2 separate regions of the Mus musculus genome follow, and region 2 is linked to region 1. A link is a contact called in public promoter capture Hi-C data. All regions are on one chromosome and are shown on one strand. Each heading gives the region's core, a stretch centred on a gene start, on an enhancer-like site or on the middle of the called end of the contact. The rest is flanking DNA. Distances are from core to core; before and after follow the strand shown.

The links. Promoter capture Hi-C pulls out the DNA fragments that hold promoters and counts their contacts.
Region 2: a promoter capture Hi-C map of hippocampal neurons shows a contact between it and region 1, with 2.2 times the contacts expected there. The contact joins the enhancer-like site here to the promoter of Rbm46 in region 1. A contact is called at or near these places in 4 of 39 promoter capture datasets (hippocampal neurons, liver and neutrophils), 2 of 484 Hi-C or Micro-C datasets (bone marrow-derived macrophages and cerebral cortex) and 2 of 9 other capture datasets (adipose tissue and liver).

What each region holds. Positions count from the first base shown.
Region 1 is chr3:82,874,891-82,881,195 of GRCm38.p6, forward strand. It overlaps Rbm46 (RNA binding motif protein 46), which reads right to left and starts at 1,593. Exons shown (of 6, transcript NM_001277170.1): 1 at 1,418-1,593. Rbm46os (RNA binding motif protein 46, opposite strand) reads left to right here and starts at 1,815. Exons shown (of 4, transcript NR_040382.1): 1 at 1,815-1,868; 2 at 3,807-3,936.
Region 2 is chr3:82,721,277-82,727,562 of GRCm38.p6, forward strand. No RefSeq gene overlaps it. Among named protein-coding and RNA genes, the nearest start is that of Gm29999, 60 kb to the left of the region's middle. Within about 2 kb of position 4,470, at least 3 of the 459 cell types and tissues checked have an H3K27ac peak or open chromatin away from gene starts, as enhancers often do. A contact at or near this core is called in hippocampal neurons, where this site is marked.

The sequences.
Region 1 (6,305 bases), core at 343-2,842:
CTCCTGAAAGTTGCTCCAACTCTCACGCAAGCCGCTGCACTCACACAGGGAAAATTGTTTCAAATCACTGCAAACAAATGTTAAATACTAAACCCAAAAGCGATGTGCTCTTTCAGTTTATGAGAGATACCTATAAATGCTTTCCTGACTAAAGACACTGTCATCTGTAGTGTCATTTGAAGTCTTATTAATTTGAACACAGAAATCACATTTCCCCTTATCTTTTTACCTTACCAACCAACAGATATTAAAGTTAACAGCATTAAAAATTTTTAATTTACACAAATTACTTATTTGCAATCCTTTCTTAACTTCTGGTACCTCTTAAGTTTTCCACCAATGAAAACAATACCACTGAACGCTTAAAGCGTAACTTCACCCATACACAGTTGAATATATATTCTTGGTTTTAATATTTCTTACTTTATAAGGATGTTTGCACCTTACATGAGCTGTTTTATAATTTTGGCATTAATATTTTAAAGTCCAAGACTCTTATATGAAAATTAGCACTTAAAACATGGCCACACGCAGGAAATAAGGCATTAGTTGGTTATTTGGCAAATACAGTGCTAACAAGATCCGAATGTCCTCAGTGGCACAGTTAGTGATTGAGACAATATTTTAAACAGGTATACTTAAAAACAAATCTACCTATCACAGCGCTAAGGTTGATTCTTATGACTACAAAGGAAGTTTCTGAAGCATCTCATTGCCCTAATCCCTTGAAATGAAAACTGCTAGTTATTTAAATTAGCCTATTTCCACATGCATATTCATAAATGATGGGCTGTTACCACCTTGATGCTACCTATAGTGCTTCCTGGTTTTAACCTAATTCTAGAAGGCTAAATGAGGTGCTTTTTCTGAGTCCCCTGGGGTCCCCTTCTCATAAATTCACCAGGAAGCCAGTCCACCAGCATCCACCGGGCCCCTGGACCGGCTCCGTGGTCCTCCCTCACCCCAGGCTGCACTAAGAGTGTTATCCGGCCCGTCGGGCAGTTGGCTCCCGACAACCACTCACGCAGATCCCCTAGGCAGCCCGGCCGCTTCCCAGTCGGGGCGGCGGAAAGTTCGAGGCCCGGCCCCCGCTAGGAACTCTGGGCGGCGCGGCGAGCGGACACAACGGCGACGGGAGGCCAGCGAGGTCGGGAAGCAGCGGCCAGGACCCCGAGGTCCCGGAGCTTCTGCCGACTGGGCAGCCGCGCAGGGAGCCCGAGACCCGAGAGCCGCTGTCGACGGGGCGGCCGCGCAGGGAGCCCGAGACCCCGGAGCCGCTGTCGACGGGGCGGCCGCGCAGGCCAGCCCGCGGACACCGCCCGACGGTGGCGCCCCGGACCCCGCACGAGGGCACCCCCGACTGCGGCCGTTGGCAGCGGTTTGCCGGTCACCCCCGCAGCTCCCATTCCCGCCTCACCCCGTCGGGTCTTCAGAGGCCAGACCTAAAAATCCCTGGACCAACGAGCACAAACCGCCGCCAGAGCTTCGGATCGGCGCTGCGGGCGGAAGCGGTGGTCAGAGGAGTCGCCGCGGGGCCGGACGGGGCAGGGCGTGGCCAGTGGCGCTCGTGCTGTCCTCGCGCCTCGGGGCCACGGGCTCTTCGCCTCAGCCTAGCGTGCCTCACGTGGAGTGGCCCCACCTCGACCAATCAGCGGCCGCCGGTGGGGGCGAGGAGGCGGGACTGAGGCTTGAGGCCGGAGGAGGCACTTGCGACAGGCGAAAGGGACTTGGAGTGGCACGCTCGCTGGCCAATCAGGAGGAGAAAAGCCAGTCTGGGCGAGTGAAGTTTGGCGCGTGGAAGACTTGAAGGCGTTACTAAACAAAAGTTACAAAGTGAACTTGCAGTGCTTCCCTTAAGGGAGATGTAGGTAGGTTGAGAAAGTTCTTTGTCTGGCTGGATGAAGTTTGCAAATCTTGATTGAACGCCTTGTTGGGTGCAAAACAGTCATGGGGACTTTTGTAAATGAGGATGGGAGGGGTGGCCCCTTAATTTCTGATTCCCCTTAAAACAGATATGATGAGACTGGGATCGTAAATAACGTTAACAGAGTTTTAGCCCTTTTATGTTTCTACGTGCCAAAAGCAGTTCCAGGGCATCTTCGTCCGTTCTCACAGGGTTTTTAAAACTAAGTTATAGCATGTTTTACAGACAGGGAAACCGACTCAAGAGAGCTGTGGGCGTTTACACAACGTGTGCATCAAGCGGCTTGTGATATGTTACTATCCCAAAAGGTGCCCCCCAAGGAGAACGCTATGCACAATACCTGGGAGGCGTTGGTAACTCGGAAAGCAGTTATTCCTAAACTCTGCTCTGCACAGTATTTTCCAAACAAGTTGAAAGCCTGAGCCACATCTAATACACTAGTTTGGCTTTGTTTTTAAAGATTTTTTTAACCTCAAAAACTACAAGAGGAAGGTTTGTTAAACATTGTTCGTTTGTTTTGTTTTGTCCAGGAAAGAAAGGTTCTTCACATTCATTTTCATGTCTGAATTTTACAGACTTGATTTTACAGACTAGCTGATTTTAAGCGTCGTTGTAGGAGCCTGTAGAAGCCAGTAGGTGGCGATATTTTATTGTGAGGTGTGAATGAGGTCTTGGAGGTAGCCTGGAGGACTACTTAACATTTCCAGTGTGTTCTCTTTTCACACCCCATCCCCAGTATAAAGGAAACCAAGTGAACAAGAGTTTCATAAAGGTCATTAGAGTGAGGCCTTAGAAACTTGCTTTAGAAAGACAATGTTAAAGACTCAAGTTACAGGGTACATCCTCTCCCTCAAAGTCTTAAAGAAACTGAGCAAATTTTATTAGCAGATGTATTTTTCATTGACTGCTATAAAAGATTTATGCCTTCTGCAACCAAAACATAAAGGAATAGCCTTTATTTCTTAAGTTTCCAAGAAGAGGGCATCTGAAACCTTTATGCTACGAGAATTCTTTAAGAATAGACTGCAAAATAGAAATTTTTAGATGCTTTATGGGGAAAGATGACCCAAATGAAGAAAGATGTGAAATGCAGGTGTTCTTTTGTCTGAAAAGAAGCCAGAATTGGGATAAGCCTTTGCTGATGGCGAAAACAGGAGAAAATCTATCAGCAGCTCAAAGGGAAATTATGCTGTCTGTGGGAATGGAAAGAAATGGTTAAACAGTGGAAGGGACCAGGAGAAAAGGTTCAGCATTTAAGAACCAACCCTGGCTGTTCTTCCAGAGGAGCCACATTCAATCCCAATGGTTTTAACTGTCTGTAACTCTGCCTCTAGGAGATAGACCACCTCTGGCTTCTGTGGGCACATACCCACACGCACACACACACACACACAAACACACCTTTACATAGTTTAAAATTAATAAATATTCTTTAAAATGGAAAGGATGTATAAAATAATTGGTTAGAGTAGCTTGGATGTATATACGTCTATTTTCCCCTTATGAAATATAAGCTTCGGGATTATTTAGAGGTTAGGTTCATAAATGTCCTATAATATACAAACTTCCAAAGGTTAAAAAAAAAAAGTAATGGAAAGTCCTTATAAAACGTTTTCTTTCCAGTTTAGGCCTGATAGAAATAAAGGTGAATTTTCTACCCAAAGGTCAGTGTGTCGCTAGAGATTCCTCCATCCGTCTCTGGTCTTCATGGCAAAGATCGAAAAACGTGGCGACTGCCTGTGTGTTTCTAGAAGTCTTAGCCGTAGCATAGAACAGGATAGTAGCACAGGAAACAGCCCTGCTTTGCTGTGGTTACTCTTTAGTCAAGCGGATACCCTCTCAGAAGTGTGTGTTTTGTTTTGTTTTTACGATGGCGTTACAGTTACAATTCCAGCACACTGGCCCACTCTCTCTCTCTTGGTGGTGTGAGACTTTCTACAACAGAATGTCTAAATGCCATGAATGCCCCATCACTGAACCAGGAGCCATTATCAAGAGGACTCTAAGGGAAGGTAGGTGCTTCAGCAATGACTTTTCTGGTGACAGAAATGGGGTATCTTTATGTCCTGTCTGTATTGCCCTAGGATCGAGAACCTTGCTTTTATGTCAGCAAAACAGAAATCAAGATCTTTGTATGTAGATCAATGACAAGGAATCCAACCCATTGCCAGAGCCTCAGTAAACATCAGTACAAATTGGAGGGAGTTCTGATGAAGCCAGACTTCTCCGGTTTATACTAGTTACTAGTTACTATCAGGAACATGTTGCAAAGACTTCTCACTGTGATGGACAGAGGAAAGGGCCTTGGACCCAATATGCTGTTCAGAGTCATGCCTCCAGCTAGACTTCCTTTAGCTAGACTCACCTCCAACCACAGCTTTGCACTGCCACCTGGGACCAAACACTGTACAGATGAGCCCACTCATTCATACTCAAACCACAACAAGCTTCTATAATAAGCATTGTGGGGGGGGGGACCAAATCCTGATGTGCAGGAGGAACTATAAGCCTGAAACTGCTGCTCGGAAGATGGAGAGCTGCAGTCTCTAGATTAACCTACCGAGCACATCTTCATGGTCTGCTGACCAGCACAACACAGTAGAAACCTCAGGATCCTCGCTGGAAGTTAGGAACACCTACTTACATTCAAGAAACTGGAGTCTGACATCATTTGCCAATGGTTTCACCCAATCAGGATCCTCCTATTTTATCAGAAAGAATTCCCCCCAGGGAAGACCCAATAAAAGAGCCAGGAAACATGAAAAAATATGGTAGCACAATGTAACTAAATTATCAAGAAACACACAAAAATTAGTGGGTTGAATAAATAATTAAGAAACACCCAAACTTTTTTTCTCAGTAGATTTTACTCCTATAGAGCTAGAAATAATTTTTGATAATATCTCCCTTATTAGATAGTGGTATCATAGAAGAAAACCAAAATACAATGGCGGGTGTTCTAGGGATTTAAGTGGAACCAGCAGGCCCTCAGGATCAGCTTTCTAGCAAGACCCTGTGCTTTAGTAAACTACCCTTTGAACCCTGCCCCCACCCCCAAGAGTGCTGACATTTCCGCTGAGCCCAGACTGGCAGTTTTCTGAAACCCTGCTATTGAGCTCTGTGGACTTTCTTTACCAGGTTCTACTTGGGTTTTCCAGATGCTTGCGATAACACCCAGCCCCGTTTTACAAGGCTGCTTGGTGTTCTCAGCATCTTTATAATCCTGACTGCATGATGGAACTACCTGCCCACTTGCAACTCTAGGTTTTAAATACAGCTGTCACATTTCAGGTCTCTTTGAGTAAGTCTCTGCCTCCCAGGTTGAAGACCTAGTTACTTTCAAATAAGTGTGGCTTTCTTTGTTCTTAATCATGTGGATTGCATCCCCGCATGACAGTGGATACAAAGGAAAACATAAGGCGAAACTGATTTTTTAAGATGATAGCAGTGACAGTGGTCACACCCTGAACAGTGTGCTGCGTGGGTGGCATGGGGTGGCGCGGGCTGCGGAAACGTGGGGAGTGGGGAGATGCCTGGAAAGGAATGACAGTTCTGACTGGTGTGAGCCACAGCTGCTCCTTAGCAAGATTCTCATCTGAATAACAGGACATGTAGGAGGACAAAGGAAACACCTTTTGTACCTTAAGCCCAGAGCCAGCCCCTAGAGTGAGAATTTGAAACTGTGGGTTGTGGATGCAGAGATAAGGCAAAGAGTTCATGTGCAATGTATAGCCCAGAGCATAACTTTCCTGCTTATTATTCTCACAAACAGCCCAAACTGTATCACTCTTAGTCCTGTCAGGCAGAATACTGGCAAAAACCACACAGGGCTGCCCTTGTCCCTTGTGGCTGCCGAGGTCTAGTGGTTCGCATTGTCCTTTACAGTGCTCAAAGGTTCAACATGTGCTTTGCGGTTAGATGCTCAATATGAACTTGTTGTACATAGAAGAGCAAAAAGATAAGAATGGTGGGCTGGAGAGATGGCTCAGCAGTTGAGAGTACTTGTTGCTTCTGGAAAAGACCTGATTCAATTCCCAGAACCTCTATGGTAACTCACAGCCATCTGTACAATCATGTTTAAATGTATGTCTCTAGAGAATTATAAGTGAAAAATCTTTCATATTTGTTTATAGACATGAAAAGTAATTGTAACAATGAAAGAAAATGGCATTTTGGAATGTTTTAAATTTTACTCCGTGTGTGTGTGTGTGTGTGTGTGTGTGTGTGTGTGTGTGTGTGTGTAAATGAGTATATAAAATGTGTCAGAATACAGAGTGGAAGCTAGGTGAGTACTTGAAATGCCTCAGAAGAATGTGTCATTTTATTAATGAGGACGCTAAAGACAACTGTAATGATACAAGGTATAGTCATCCACTTCAAG
Region 2 (6,286 bases), core at 3,220-5,719, 150 kb before region 1:
AAGAATACATTCTATTCCCTTGCTCTTCTGCAAGGTGCTTGCCAATTCTTTCCTGCTATCTCCTGAGTATGAGCTGAGAAAGGACCAAGTTGGTGAGAAAACATTTCCTGAGTTGGGGAGTAATGTTATCAGTAGTCACAGCACCTGTACTCTAAAAGGATAGAATATGAATTATATGAGGGACTTCACGAACCTAAAAGAACAAAGACAGCTGCACTATGAGCCAGCTTGTCAGAAAAATATGAGGGAAAGAGAGAAATTTGGAGAGGGGTGGTGGTGGGTCAAGATCCCTCCCAGCTAAGTTTATTGTTTGTACTTATAAAGGCAGGCTGATTCCTGAGATCAAGGTCAGCCTGGGACAGAGCAAGTTTAGGCCTAGGCTCAGACATTGTGAGAATGGTAATTTCAGAACAGGATCCCACCCAGCTAAACTTATTCTCTGTGCTTCCAAAGGCAGACAGATCTCTGAATTCAGTTGCAATTTTTTTTTAAATAAACTGTACTTGCAGTCTTTTTCTAAGATCTCCAGAGAAAGCTGTCCTGGGTAGAACTCGCACTGTTAGTCTGTACCTATGATTTGACTTCAAGTCATTTCTTTCGCTGCTCTCCAACACCCCTTCCTCAGAATCCCTCTCCAAGCCAAGGCTGGACCTTGGCACCATAATTTAATTCTGGCCCATTAACAGACCATTATCTATAAAGAAAAAGATTCTGCCTGGTCATCCTCACTTTCTGAATGGCTGGTGCTCTGAGGCTCTACTTTCCCTCAATGGGTTACAAACCAAGCAGTGGAAAGTAATATTGTCAGAGCAGAAGTTGCTGGGGCTGATGAGTGGTGGTAGACCAGGCTGTGTTCTGAGAAACCATGCCATTCAGGCTTGTAATTTTCTCATTCAAACCAAACTATACATCAACCAAATCATATAGCTTTGGCCTTCTTGTCACAGAGATAAAAGAGGTGACATATTTTTCATAGACTCTGTCCTCGCCTTTTGTTCTTCAACCTCTGGCACAGGGAACCATGCACAAACAGCGCTGTACAAAGTCTTGTATAATTTTGTGCTTAATTTGTATCTATTGGGCTAGAGAGATGGCTCAGCAGTTAAGAGCACTGACTGCTCTTACGAAGGTCCTGAGTTCAAATCCCAGCAACCACATGGTGGCTCACAACCATCCATAATGAGGTCTGATGCCCTCTTCTGGTGCATCTGAAGACAGCCACAATGTACTTGCATATAATAAATAAATAATTTTTTTAAAATTGCATGTGTCATCACATCCATCCTGACGTTGTAATGCTAAAACCACCATGCAAGGATTGCTAAGGTTCCTATAAAATAAAATGAGGAATATTTTAGCAGCCGATATTCAGAACTTATCGCATGCCATTGTCTTGGGTAGCAAATAGTTTGGGTTATGTCGGAGTTTGCTTCTTTGCTTTTGAGACAGTCTCACTACACAGCACAGGCTACTCTTAGGCTAACATCTTCCTACCATTGCTTCCCCATCACTAGATCACAAATGTATACCACACCATCTGCCTTAGCAGACGACTTCATTTTTAAAGTTTCCTAGGTTTTTCTGGCCGTCACATGGGTCTGAAACACACTGCCTGCACACATGGTAATAAGGCATAAAGGCATGTATAGAGTGTCTGTTGTGCCATGACATTTTCTCCTGAGCCATATTCAGAACATTTTCTCCAGCATAGCGAACCCCTGTAGATCTCATAGATCTGAAGTAGATGAAGTGCATAGGCACATTCATGCCTTCCCTTTTCAGTCTTCCGACTACTTCTTGACTTGAGATTTTATTTTAAGGGTCACACAACTGTCTTCACCATGTTGTAGGAAGGCAAGCAGGCAAAGAAAAGAATACCACACACTCACAAGAAGTACCAAAATGAAACAGAAAGTAGAGCTTCTAAATTATGTACTTCAAATAGCTTGAAAACCTCATTCCATTTATTCTCAGAGTCACTCTTAGAGTACCTTGCATGAGAACTATTCAATATGTTAGAAGGTTGTAGAGTCCCTAGAATTCTAAGAATAGAATGGAGCCAAGAAATGGAACTTTCATAACCCCATGCTGAAACGGGAGTTCTGATAACTGCAGAAGGCACATTCAACAAAGGCCTTTTAAAGCCTAGAGTGAGGTGGCTGAACAGAAAAAGATCTCCAGCAAACAAAAAGATAGCTCAGGATACAGATACCATTGAGAATTGCGGGAGGAGGAACGGTGCCCTCATCAGCAAACTGATTTCCAGGTTCTGGCCTAGTGAAGAGGGTGCAGTTTTGTTCCATTATCCAGAAGACCCTTGGAAAATACCTGATATATGTGGAGGCCCCATGGATGCCTTTTAAGACTAACAAACAGCAGGACACACCAGGAAGCTGTTTCCAGGGAGTCTGCGGTGGCCAGCCCTAAATAACAGAAATAGTCTGCTAGTGAAAACCAGCAGGCTTGAGTTCAGACCTCTCGCCAGAGAGGCTATGTGCTGAGGCCAGCGCTCGGGGCCTCATGCTGGAGATTGCTCACAGCTGAATGGACAGTAAATAACATAATGATTCATTAAAAGCAGGCACAGAAAGAAGATGCTAGATCTTGTAGACACATTAAGAGGGAAATTTTCTTTATTCTCCACCAAAGGAGAATAAAGGGATCAAATCTGAAAAATGGATGGCAGCCCTAATTTGGGAAGTAGGCAAAAAAAAAAAAAAAAAAAAAAAAAAAAAGTCAGCTGACCAGAGGGGTTTTAAAGTGTGACTTTGAAGATGGGACAGTTATGAAATTGCAGTATGCTACATTGGTGAGGGCCTTTTATGTGCTTCTGTTACTCATTTCCTTTAATGTTCAAACACTTATTAAAACAAATCTTGATAAAAATTTCTATGGCCCTTGTCCCAGAAATACTAAGGACACAAAAGGACACAGGTATTCACGAACATAATCATTCTTTCTATTACCATCTCTATTACAAAGGGGCGGGAGAATGAACCCACCCTGGACATAGCACCCGGACCTCACAATGCAAAACACACACACTGAGCTGTACAGGAGAAGGAGGAAAAGGAGAAACAGGGATGGGGAGAACCCCCTATGTTCTCTCTCAGTGGGGTGCCCATCTATAGCTTACACTGGTACAGCCCGTCTCCAGGCTAAGACCACTAACTGCAAAGCTAGCTATTAAGAAGTCTTGTTCCTCTTTCTCCACATCCTCGCCAGCATCTGCTGTCACCTGAATTTTTGATCTTAGCCATTCTCACTGGTGTGAGGTGGAATCTCAGGGTTGTTTTGATTTGCATTTCCCTGATGATTAAGGATGTTGAACATTTTTTTCAGGTGCTTCTCAGCCATTCGGTATTCCTCAGGTGAGAATTCTTTGTTCAGTTCTGAGCCCCATTTTTTAATGGGGTTATTTGATTTTCTGGAGTCCACCTTCTTGAGTTCTTAATATATATTGGATATTAGTCCTCTATCTGATTTACGATAGGTAAAGATCCTTTCCCAATCTGTTGGTGGTTTTTTTGTCTTATTGACGGTGTCTTTTGCCTTACAGAAGCTTTGCAGTTTCATGAGGTCCCATTTGTCAATTCTCGATCTTACAGCACAAGCCATTGCTGTTCTATTCAGGAATTTTTCCCCTGTGCCCATATCTTCAAGGCTTCTCCCCACTTTCTCCTCTAAGAACTTTGTATAATGTATTTTTATCACATTTGTACCCATTCCTCCCCATAACTTTTCCAGGATCCACCATCACCTCCTTAGCACACCCCCTCCCCCTTTGTGGCTTTCATTTTAGAATAACCTATCAACTCCAATGTGTGCTGTCCTCCTACTCCTGGGTGTGGGTTTTGTCAACTGTCCACATCTCCTCAGTTAGTGGATGCTCATGACCACTCCGCACACCTCCACACACACACACACACCATGCTACAACAATGGCTGGTGGGATTTTGCCCAGGCAAGCACAGCTGCTGTGAGTTCATACGTGTAATACTTCTGTCCTGTTCTGTCTAGAAGACAGTTTCACATGGGTCCTCCCTGGATCCTGGCTGCTCTTGATCCTCACATTTTTTAAAGAATACATCAATGAACAAAATAGTCACTTAATGGCAATCACTCAGAGTAACACCAGTAATTACAAAAGAACTATTCCTCAAAAGAAAAGAAATAAGCATTATTTCTTCCCACTATACAATCAAACCCAGGCTCTAAGGCTCACAGCCACTTGCTTCCTTTCATTTAGTATTTCCCAGTGTCCTCTGAACTGGTGGTGGTGGTGCTTGGTGGTGCTGAGTGGGCTGTCCTGAAAGTTACTCTGTAAACCATTCTGGCCTCGAACTCACAAAGATCCACCTGGCTTTGCCTCCAGACTGCTAAGATAAAGGCCTATTCCACCTTCACTAGGCACCGTTTTGCATTCTACCATCTTGATGTCTCTTCCCCACCTAGGTGGCTACTGCACTGCCCTCTGCTGGCAGGTCCGTGCACTGCACATCATAGCTGAACCCAATCCTCAATAACAGTCAAAGCTCCCTAGGTCTGATTCCATCATTGCTCACCTAATCAGAAATGCCACCATCTTGAGGACACCTTAGACATTTCAGATTGCACTGCCCATCACTTGCACCAGTTTACTGTAAAAATGGGCTCTCCTTGATTCCTTGATGTGACTGGTTTTGGTTTTGGTTTTGGTTTTTTGGAATCCCAAAAAGTCGATAATGAGTATGTTCATGGGGAAATGGCTCGGTAGTAAAGAGTACTTTTTGCTGGAACAGAAGACCAAATTTTAATTCCACCCACCCACATGGTCTCGAACAACCATCTGCAACTTCAGTTGCAAACCACCTCATATCGTCTTCTTGTTTTTGTGGGTACCAGGCACAGTTGTGGTACATATACATACATTCAGGCAAAATACTCACAAACATGAGGTAAAATAAAGTACATAATTATTCTTTAAAGAATTGAAAAGTAAATGAGAATGGACTCCAGGAATCAATCGATACCCAAGCGTCATTCTGACTCAAGGGGAAAATCCTGCTGCCTTGAGTCAGATCATCCATGCATTTCAAGGTAGGTAAAACGAAACATCAGGGCTCTCTGATGCTGCCCACTCATGCACCGTGATGCTCCGATGAAAAGTGAGTAAAAGGAGCAGCCCTCCAAATTCCAAGGTTAGACCTTAGGCTCTATCCTTCTGCAGCTAAGAAGAGACACTCAAACAACCAATTCCAACAGCAGTCCAGATGTTACTGTCTTTCCATGGCTGCTGAAGCTATTTCAGTAAAAAAAAAATGTTCTCTATAATAAACTGGACTGTCTTTAAAATATATTAATAAGAAATATAGAGCAGTTGTCCCTCGGGTTGCCTTGCTTCCAAGTTTTATTTGTACAATTCAAAACAATGTCTTCCAGATAGGGCAGGATCACTGCACTCATAGAGCCACAGCAGACATAGCTGCCTACCCAAGACCTGTAGGAGATCAATCCAGTCAACATCCTATCATGGTGGTAGAAGGGGTCCATGAGTTCTTTGCCCTCTCTGGGGAGCTGTGGACAGTTCATGGCTTCTGGGAAGAGAGTCAGCTTGCTTTGATGGTGTGGCCATGCTCTAGGAGATGGCTCTACATCCAGGAGTATGTGTGGGTGGACAGCACAAAGTGGAATTGATACATTATCTGAAAAAAAGGGAGAGAAGAAAATGTTGAGGGGGTTAGGGAGGTGAAGGTGCGTTAGGAGGTGTTTGGGTGGGGAGGGTAGGAGATGAGTATGATCAAAAATGCATTGTACAAAATTCCCAATGAATTCATAAAATATTAGATCTGTAAACGTGTATGTTTTTAATTTCCTGGCAAAGCAGATGTTCTCTTGACATGGTATTTGTTCTCTGTTTTTCTGTCATCAAAGAGAGATGAGCCTGAGTGTACGTAGCCACAGAGAACTTAGCAGCCCTCAAATTAGATATAAACACTGCCAAATGTCTGCCTTGCCAAAGTCTCTGGCCAGGAAAACCGATGGGAAGAGGAAGGTAGAAAGCCACGGCACCTGCAGCCTCTGTGTTGCAGTAACCCTAATAAAAGCGTGAAATTACAAACTTAGGGCTCAGATTCCCTTATTTTGCAAGGGAGTCAAACAGTCTAAGCCAAAGGTCTACTCTGTAGCATCCTTGGTAAGACAGTGCTGCCTCCTCTCCCATCTTGCCTGAACATTCATACTATAGGCTCAAGGGACTCCTAACCAAATTGTGGGACCGTTAGCACTTTAAATAATTTAAACACAG